Linked DNA regions of Zea mays: region 2 is linked to region 1. Evidence: chromatin contacts called from public Hi-C data. All regions are on one chromosome and are shown on one strand. The core of a region is the stretch at or near the end of the contact, and the rest is flanking DNA. Distances in the headings are between cores, read along the strand shown. Region 1 has its middle 42 kb from the start of LOC103639086. Region 2 holds the start of LOC103639087 (putative B3 domain-containing protein Os10g0537100).

Evidence for each region. Hi-C and Micro-C count contacts between places; a contact is called where the count stands out from the background.
Region 2: a Hi-C map of tassel shows a contact between it and region 1, with 2.6 times the contacts expected there. The contact joins the promoter of LOC103639087 here to the enhancer-like site in region 1. A contact is called at or near these places in 5 of 25 Hi-C or Micro-C datasets (ear, endosperm, leaf and 1 more).

What each region holds. Positions count from the first base shown.
Region 1 is chr9:131,191,537-131,196,573 of Zm-B73-REFERENCE-NAM-5.0, forward strand. It overlaps the pseudogene LOC111590223. Among protein-coding and RNA genes, the nearest start is that of LOC103639086, 42 kb to the left of the region's middle. Within about 2 kb of position 2,080, at least 11 of the 20 cell types and tissues checked have an H3K27ac peak or open chromatin away from gene starts, as enhancers often do. A contact at or near this core is called in ear and tassel, where this site is marked.
Region 2 is chr9:131,280,063-131,285,099 of Zm-B73-REFERENCE-NAM-5.0, forward strand. It overlaps LOC103639087 (putative B3 domain-containing protein Os10g0537100), which reads right to left and starts at 2,431. Exons shown (of 1, transcript XM_008661883.3): 1 at 827-2,431. The coding sequence starts at 1,964. The coding sequence ends at 1,131.

The DNA.
Region 1 (5,037 bases), core at 830-3,329:
ATTCAAATTTGAACTGCAGGTCACTCGAAACTTGGAAAACTGTGCATGAAAAAATGATATTCATGGTACTTAGCATAAGTTACGACCGATTTCAGAAGCGTATCGGAAACTTCGAGCAACATGCTCACTAAACATGGCCGTGAACTTGGCATCCACATGTTTAAAAATTGTATAAAACACAAACAAAGTCAGAAAATCATGAAACTTGTCCCCGTGTCATGATATCATATGTATAGGCTATGATAAAAAATTTAGAGTATTTGGAGAAAGTTGTGAGACACTATGTGTAGAAAACTAAGAGGACTACACATGAAATCATAGAGTTTCAATGTGGATCTCTTAGGTTTCTACACATAGTGTCTCACAACTTTCTCCAAACATTCTAAAATTTTTATCACAGCCTATACATATGATATCATGACACGGGGACAAGTTTCATGATTTTCTGACTTTGTTTGTGTTTTATACAATTTTTAAACACGTGGATGCCAAGTTCACGGCCATGTTTAGTGAGCATGTTGCTCGAAGTTTCCGCTACGCATCTGAAATCGGTCGTAACTTATGCTAAGTAACATGAATATCATTTTTTCATGCACGGTTTTCCAAGTTTCGAGTGACCTGCAGTTCAAATTTGAATTTTCCGAAGAATTTCAAAAAAACAAACTAAATCTACTAACTATTGAAAACTATGTTATAATTGTCCACAAATGATACATGTAGGTCTACATAGTGTAGGAACATACCACAAAAAGTTTGGGAGACAAAATCAAAAAATAAAAATACACTTTGCCGAGTGCTAGATGTGTGACACTCGGCAAAGAATCCTCTTTGCCGAGTGCCAGCCGCTGGCTCTCGGCAAAGACTGACGGCCATCAACTTTAGGACGGCCGTTGACGGCCCTTTGCCGAGAGCCCCCTTTGCCGAGTGTTTGACACTCGGCAAACTAGTCTTTGCCGAGTGTCGTCCTGTGCCGAGTGTCCAGCACTCGGTAAAGAGTCTCTTTGCCGAGAGTCTAGCTTTGCCGAGAGCGGCACTCGGCAAAGCCTTCTTTGCCGAGTGCCCGACAAAAGGCACTCGACAAAGATTACAACACTCGGCAAAGCCTTGGATTCCGGTAGTGATAGTTGACGGTATAGGTCGTCGCGCAACTTTATAATACTAGTGGAGGAGAGAAATTTGCGTGCTGGCTGAAGAAAAGCTGCCCCCCGAAGCCGAATAGGGTTTAGCAATCTCGTACACTACCAAAAATTGCTTTAAACTATGACCATGATACAATGACACCAATCTCTACTCTTTTAAAGCACCAGTTTCGACGATGCGTATATTTATTTCCCTCTCCTTTGCTTCTCGTTTATCAGTGGGCCATTAACCCACAGATGGACCGTAAGAAACTAACCTAAGCCCAACACAATAGGGTGATGGTTTGTTCCTCTCTCCCACTTCTCTCCTACCAGTGGTTTGACCATTACCCCACAGATGGACCGTGAGAAACCACCCAAGCCTAATACGACAGAAAGCCACACACAGTGTAGAGCTCCCACATAGTTATCACCACGCTCGCTAAAGGTGAACGAGCGACCGGGCGAGCTATAAAAAAAGCGGTCGGACTCCTTTTTAACTCATACTTTTCTTGACCTTTTGGCTAAGATTGAGTGTAATATTTATTCTTATCAGTTTAATATCTAGTATGTGAACTATATGTTCACTTTTGATATTAAATTTAATTTTGTGGCTATTTTTGTGGGGAGGGTCCATCACACTGGTTTATTGGCTCTCGCATGTCACTCAGTCGTTGCACTGTTGCCTGTTGGTAGGGTCTGGCCTACCCAACGAATACCACAAGCACGAGCATTGTAGTAGCAAATTTCTTTGTATGTTAGTTTTCTTTTTGTTCTCATGTTATTGTCATGTACGAGCCTTCGAGACATAAAGCCCATGTGAGGTACCACGTACGTAGTTCGCTCCCTTTATTTGTGGCCCAAGTTTGTCAAGTCTCGCCAAAAGCATACTGTGCATTACAGTGCAGGCAGTACTACATATATAGGTCGTACTCATAAGTACCGTAACGCATACGTGTGAAAAGCTGGGTTCTGTTCTGGCTACTGCAACAACGTATGATGGCACCCGATTGGTCCATATACGTATGTAGAATGAAGCTGCTTTTTTTAGGAAGGACCGGAGCCCGGAGGAGGACCATCGATGCTCAGCAGTAGACCGGAGGCAATGAGGCATAGTAAACCTGCGCAAATGCTCAGTAGACCGGGAGGTAAAGACCCTGCAGCCTTTTAATGATGCACTTGCCTGTCATGCATGCATGCTTGCTTCCATTCCTTGCTGTTGTTGGCGTGCACGCAGACTTAATTCTCATTGGTTGGTTCGCTCTATACATATAGTGTGGTCTCTCCTTCGAGCACAACCGACATATATACATATATATATATATATATATATATATATATATATATATATATATATATATATATATATATATATATATATATATATATATATATATATATATATATATATAGGCACACAAAGTAATTAATAAAGCTACTTAAGCTTTATATATTACTATATCGTTTCTCTACACGCTAGGATGAAAAGTCATGCACACTAGCACACGATATACTCACAACCATCATCTAGTTATATACGTCGTCGTAGATGCATATATAAAACTGTTAATTATCTGTGTGTGTAAATAATATTGACCTCTAATATATGTGTCATGAGGTCATACATCCTCCATCAAGGAATTGAAACACCTCATTATTTTTTTAGAGATTTGTTTAATTTATATCCGTCCCTCCTTCCTAGAATGACAAGTGCATTTTGCATAGACGAGCATAGGGATGACAACGGGCACATTTTATCCGCGTGCCCGCAGGTAAAAACCCTATAAGGGTGCGGGTTTAGGTGTGAGTTTGTACCCGTGGGTACGGGTACGGGTTTGATTCTCAACCCAACGGGTTTTTTCTCGTGGGTATGAAAATGTTGTACCCATGCCCACGTGTGTATATATATAATATGACGACTTTCTTTGTGGCTTCATGGCCCCGTGCACACAGCCCCCTCGCCACGGCCTCAGCGTGAAACAGGAAGCGTTCGCCCAGTCCCCTCCTCACGGCCTTTGGTAGCTAGCTAATGGGCCTTGGCCCTTGGCAACGGCAAACACATTTCCACCGTGCATCTCAATTTAGTGCCACCTCGAAAGCTTTGAGCGAGCGGCGCCAATCAAATGATATAAAAGAAGACTACATGCGCCAGGAAACTCGTAGAACTTTTGGCTAAGATCGATACATGTTTTTATCAGTTTAATAAATATTTATTATTATGTGCTATCAGTTTAATAAATATTTATTATATGACTGTGCCCGCGGGTGTACCCGCGGGTGCCATAAACCCGCGGGTAGCGGGTTTGGGTAACATACGCTACCCATCGCGGGTAGCGGGTGCGGGTACGGGTTTAACATTAATCACGCGGGTATGGGTTTGTAATCTCTGTACCCGCGGGTTTTAAACCCGTTGCCATCCCTAGACGAGCAAGGGGCTCCCAAACATGCCTTAAAGTTAAATTTTAAAAACCTTGACCAACAATTAGTCAAATCATATATAACTCTAGGACATAAAACTTGCATAAATAAATTACACACTATTTAAAATGCCTCAGGTGATATCGATAATTTAGCAAATAAACGACAATATATTGTAAGGGGAATTAAGAATGAAATTCTATTTTGCATAATTTGCTCCTGTATAAAATATGCTTATCATTTTAGGACTAAGGAAGCAATTAACTCTACACAATCCAAACAAAAGAAAACATATGCTATAACAGAAAGATCTAATATAACTAACACAAAGATAGTAATGTCCTAGATAGTGCTGGCTTAAGCAGGAAGGTAAATATTAATAAAAGAGGTGGACAAACAAAATCGCCACACATAAAACTATTAGGCACTGGACTCCGTATTTTCCATCAACAATAATACAAAAATAACACAAGTTGATGTGAATCAAGATACTCTATATTAACTGCATAAGTAATGGAACATATGTATGAAGAATCTAATATAGAGATCTATTCTAATAGTATATAAACAATAATTGCGTTGAGAGGAAAAGACTTTGAGAACAAAAAGGTATGCAACATTGTCTTGTTGTTTGGAAAAAATATTTGGCTAGAAAAGTGTGAAGCACAACATCATTGTCGCGCGCAAAAGCTTAATGATGTTAATTAATTAGGTGACACATATGACTTCATGATATATCTTTTTGTTTTTATTTTTTATGAATAACTTTTAAAATTTTATTTGTAGTGGTAAATGACAAGGGGAAAACGCCAAACATGAGAGACAGAGGTATGCTTCATTGTCAGATGTGAAAAAAGAGGAGGCTAGAGCTTGATCTCGTGAGTATCAACGTAAGTATTGAGCTAAAAACAAGATTGAAGCACTCATAGGCACTAACGGTTTGTTCGTCTAATCTATCATTGAAGTTATATTTTCAATTGCATTTAATGTCAATATTATTTATTAGACTATTCTGGCATAATTTTTACAATTGCATTCTTAATATTAAAAGAATAATGGAATGCACACAGTGTTTTATTTACTAGCAAAGCACATATGTAAATGCTTACTCTATTGTAATTAACTGAATTGTCTTCGTGCTAAGTTTCCGTCACCGTGAACCCTTGATGAAGATTTTGTTTAACTAACTCATAATCTTACCTTATGTGATGATAAAGTTCTTTAAGCCTGCAACAACAAATATAAAGGATTCAAAACAACTCTGAGAAACCACCAACTTGAAACTACAAATGGAAAATATGTTTTCTGGAACTACAAATAAAAGGCACAATTTTGTTTATTCAATGATCCAGTTTTCATATGGTATTATTTTTGAAACATATAGACATACATGGATCCATATTTTAAATTAGTAATTGAATCCAACAAGTTTACTTTATTAAAATGTCATTGTATAGGACATACAAGTATATATGCGAATATAAACTTTACTACATTTAAA
Region 2 (5,037 bases), core at 1,181-3,680, 89 kb after region 1:
ATGCATCATAAGTTCATTCCATCAATTTTGGTGGAATCAATCCACTCCTCATTTATATACTAATTATTAGCTTATGAGGAATGAGATGATGATGGATCAACTCATTCTATTCCACAAACCAAATAAAAAAGTGAGGAGTGAGAAGGAGATGAATCACTTCAATCCTCAAACCAAACACACTATTAGGGTCTGGTAGGAGTATTTTTATAGTTCTGACGCAATACTAATAGTTCTGAAGCTTAGACCCTAACTTAAAATACTAAACTCCTATCAAATACTCCTACTATAGTATTGCTTCAGAACTATAAAAATACTAAGCTTCCAAATAGGGCCTTAACGTTTAAGAACCGAGCCAGCAGGATCTATGTTGGTTCCTTGTAAGAATATTACAGGCCGGAAGAGCTGCACTGCTGCAGCATGCAGGAGTGAGCAATGGAAGCAGAGAAGCGAATCAGAATATCAGGTGTGGCAGCCTGCGGGCAGCAGCGAAGGAATTGCACAAGAACCAAGCCAAGAATGATAGTAAATACAGCTGCTGCAGACATGAGGATACAGCAGTGGAGTGTATAGATATCCATGGAAAAGCATCTGATGTTTAGGAAAAAGAGTAGGGTAGGGTCTGATCTGACCTGATCCAGTCATCCATTAACTGCCTCTGCTACGGTGCTTCCTTGCTTTGGGGGGAGAGCCTTGTGAAGTTGCCCGGAGAGGGGCTACAGTGCTTCGAGAAACCAAAACTACAAAATTACCTGACCCAAACAGTAAGATATGCAAACATTGGGGGCTAACTGATATCGTATGCAGACTTGCAGAGTGAACAGTGCAGTTCTTAAATAATTACTGAATTTAGTCAGAGATGATTCAGAATATGTACATTTATAATGAGCAAGATCGATATCATATCCTCGGAACAAAGATCAAATCAAGAAAAGAGAAGAAACACACATTAGTTACGGAAAGCACAAATGAGCTAATATGATTATATGAGCAGGATATCATCAAGAAATACCAATTCATCAACAATTACACATGCAGATGCAGTACTGGAGCCATATCAGTTCGTGTGTCAGTGCCCCATCAGTTCCTCGACCCAATTTCTCCTTCTTTTTGCTAGAGGATGTTGATTGTCTTCACAGTCCAAGATCCAAACAGCACACGTCCTTCCCTGCCGTCGAGGAGGATGTTGACGACGATGGCGAGGGCAGTTGCAGAAGCGTCGTCGACGCCGCCCGGCCCCGGGGGACTGTGGCGCTGTCTTCGGCGTCCGGCGGGCAGTCGAGGTTCACCCCGAACAGGCGGACGCGCTTCGACATGGTCGCCTCCACCGCGGATGCAGCAACGTGCACGGGGACCGACTTGAGCACTACGGCGGCCGGCACCTGCGGCCGCAGGAACAGCACGTGCCGGTTGGGCGCCGGAGCCGAGGCGCCGTAGTCCTGCCACGGGCAGATGGGCACCGACGGCAGCGGCAGGAGTCGCTGCGCAGACGCCAGCGTCGGCTGCAGGAACGCGAGATCCTGGCGACGGCGGCGGAAATCGATGAAGAAGCGGCCGCGCGCGCCGCCCGCGCCGCGCGCGAACAAGACTGTGTCCCCGGCACCGAGGCGCTTCTCCTTCACGAAGCGGCTCCAACCTTTGGTCATCACGTAGCTCTGGCTGCTGTTCCAGTACGAGTAGCGGAAGCGCCACGCCTTCCCCGCCCGGTCCTCGAAGCTGAGCACCAGCCCCTTCCCGCCTCCCGCGGCTGCTGCCGCCGCCGCCGCCGCGGCGGACGAGGCGTCCAGCGCGGGGAAGTAGCGCTCCGCGTGCTGCTTTGGGATGACCAGGCGATTGAGCTTCCCCACGTCGCTCGGGGTGACCACCTTCTCGAACATGTGCTCCTTCTCCACCCAGGCCACGCCGCCGCGAGGCCTCTCGGAATCCTCAACGACACGGGCATGCGCATGCGCGGGCGTGAACTCCATGGGGCTCCCCGCTCACGCTTCTCGAGCGAGCTCCGGCTGCTGCTACAGCTGTTGACTATTGACTAGTATGCTATTTCAGGGATCTGGTGGAGTATGTAACAGTACTATATGCCACAACTATTTTAGGAGGGGGTTTAGGGTTAGATTAGCTCAATATTATATGTGGATGCAGCTCTGTCGAACTTCCTAGGATAGCAGGTGGTTGGCTAGCTGCTGGATAAAGAGTGCTATTTGTTCTTGTAACAGGACAGGACTGGTGATCAAAGGATACTCCGATAAAGGCCGGGGAAAAATGGTGTGTTTGGTTTGCAATTGTGAGATCTTCAGCAAAGGCGCTGTGGTTGTAGATCAGTAGGCTTCAGTTTACATGAGACATGGAGGGGAAAAGGTTGGGAAGAGAAATACAAAGCAAGCCCCAGCTAGCTTTCTTAAAGAGGAAGATGAAGCGGCATCTAGCATCCTACTACTAGCTGAGGCCGGTGGGAGAGGAAGAGGAGGGGCGAGAGCGAGAGGGACTATAGGCCGTCGATGTGAGGGGTGGGGCCCACGAGCGACGAATGATAGGGCTTGAGATCATGTGAGTATGCATGTCACTCTCAGCTCAACCTATTGGGATCCCCCCACCTCTCTAGCTAGCTCCTCCATCCATGGATGGATGGATGGAGATGATCTCGCGGCTGCAGTGATCCAGCAATTGCGTGTTGACACTTGACTGTATGAATGATGAGATGCAGGTAGGGAAAATATCTTCTCCTGCAGTGATCGGTAGGTCGTGGCACAGAATAATGGACAGTACTACTCCATTTTCTCTTCTTCTTTTTTTAGTTTTTATCAATGCTTTGATCTATATTCATTGATCATGAGATTGCTGTAGCTACTGTCCTACTGAGTTCTGCAATGCCCAGCTTTACATCTTCTAGCAGCTAGTAGAACTTTACATCTATTAGCATAGAAGAAGCAATTAACTGCAACAGGTTCCGACCTGCCGTAGTGCTGTACATCCTCTCTATAGCAGCTAGAGCTTCACACAAAAACATGTGCAGCTGTTGCAATGGTGGTGTTATATAGTCTGAGCTGTGCGGCGAGCACAATCGAAATTGCATACATATGCATATGCTCATTTTTTATCACTTCTCCTGAATTTCATGCGCTTGGTTTCCATTGCTGGCAACCACGGTTATACAAAGCAAACCATCTGATCCATTAGATCATGATCATTGATTCAATCGTATATCACATTTAACACTTAAATCCTTCCACCAAAAGGCCAAGTATCTTTATAAAAGAACCCTAACAAACCATGACCGCATCTATCGTTGGATCATAATCTAATGGATCAAATGATTCGCTTGTATGCTTGCATATAGGGACTGCTTGCACAGCAATCGTTCTCTCCTTTGCGTGTTGATATATATAATTTTGTCATTGTTTAACTACAAAAAAATGTCAGTCGTGGGAGTTGAAGTTGGTCAACGTGCGGTCTTTCATCAAGAGTTCAAGACCATACTTTTGATGTTGGAATAAAAATTGGTTGGCACCTTCACCTGCTTTAGATACATGCAAAACGTTGGCTGCTCTTCATCTATTAGGTTGTAGGTCGCGGCTGGTAGTTCAACTTTCCCATTCCCATGTTGTCTCAAGTGAAGTTCTGGCCTTATGCTGAGGTTGACAAGATCAGTGCATGACTTGAGTCCATCCTTGGTCTTTGTCTTCATGTCTAGCAACACGCTGATAATAGTTTCAAAGACATTCTTCTCTACAGATGCATACAGTCTATTGTGTGGGGCGCATGTAGCTCTTTCCAGTACGATAAGTGTTTGAAAAAGATTAGTTGTTTCTTAAAAAGGAACGAATACTGATGGTTTCTCCATTTCATCCAACTTTCTCTTCTTCCCTTTCATGGTCTCGTCATTCTTCTTCTTTTCGAACTCGATATGATCCATGTCCTTCACCATCTCAAACACCTTTTCCCCATACTCCGTCTTCTTTGGCTCATCAAGTTGTGGCTCGTCATTGTTGTCGAAGTACCTATTCATCGTAGCTCTTCGGTACCTATGCCCTTTCATGAGGAATCGTACGTGCCTCAAGTACACAGTCTTGCAAGATCCCTTGAGATAAGTGCAGCAAGTATTGTCAAGACAAACTATGCAACTGATCTTTCCTTTGATCTTCCCTGACAACGAGAAAAGACCAGGGTAGTCAGTGATGGTGACAAAGATGATGGCTTTTAGAGTGAACGACTCCTTGGTGGATGGATCCATCATATCGACCCCATTTTCCCATAGTGTTTGCATGTCCTCCATTAATGGCTATAGGAACACATCTATATCATTAATAGGCTGCTTCGATCCTGAAATAAACATTGTCAACAAAAGATATTTGCGATTTTGACATAACCATGGAGGCAAGTTGTAGATGGTGAGGATGACCGGCCAAGTGTAGTGGGAGATGCTGAGTTCACCGAACGGATTCATATCGTCGGTACTAAGCCCAAACCTGATGTTCCTAGCCAATTCGCCAAACTCCTGGAACAAGTTGTCGAAACATTTCCACTGGCAAGCAACAGAAGGGTGTCGCAGCTTGCCATCGTCCTTCTTGCGGTCATCTAAGGCATGTCAGGATATTAGCTTGGCATCCTCGGAGTTCCCAAATAGAGCACACAAGCGATCAATTATGGATAGATACCACATCAACAATGCAGGACTCCTCCTCAGTGTGTAACCCTCTTCATCCTGAGGCGGGTAATTCTGATTGGTCTTCTTCGTCATACTTGAGGGATCATCTTCCATGCGGTAGCTAGCATTCGTCTTCCATCGACTAGTGTTGTAGTGTGGAGAACTCTCTAATTTCTCGTACTCACCTCGATATAGTATGAAGTGGTTAGGGCAGGCGTCAAACTTCTTAAGTTTCATTTCCATTGGGCGGGTCAACTTCTTTGCCCAATAAGTATACACAGGAACTTTGTTACCCTCAGGAAAAGCTTCAACAAGTACATATAACATCTCGTTGAAGCCAGTGTCTGAGAAACCATGACGGTCCTCCACTGTAAGCAACTTGAGATTAAAATGCAGTG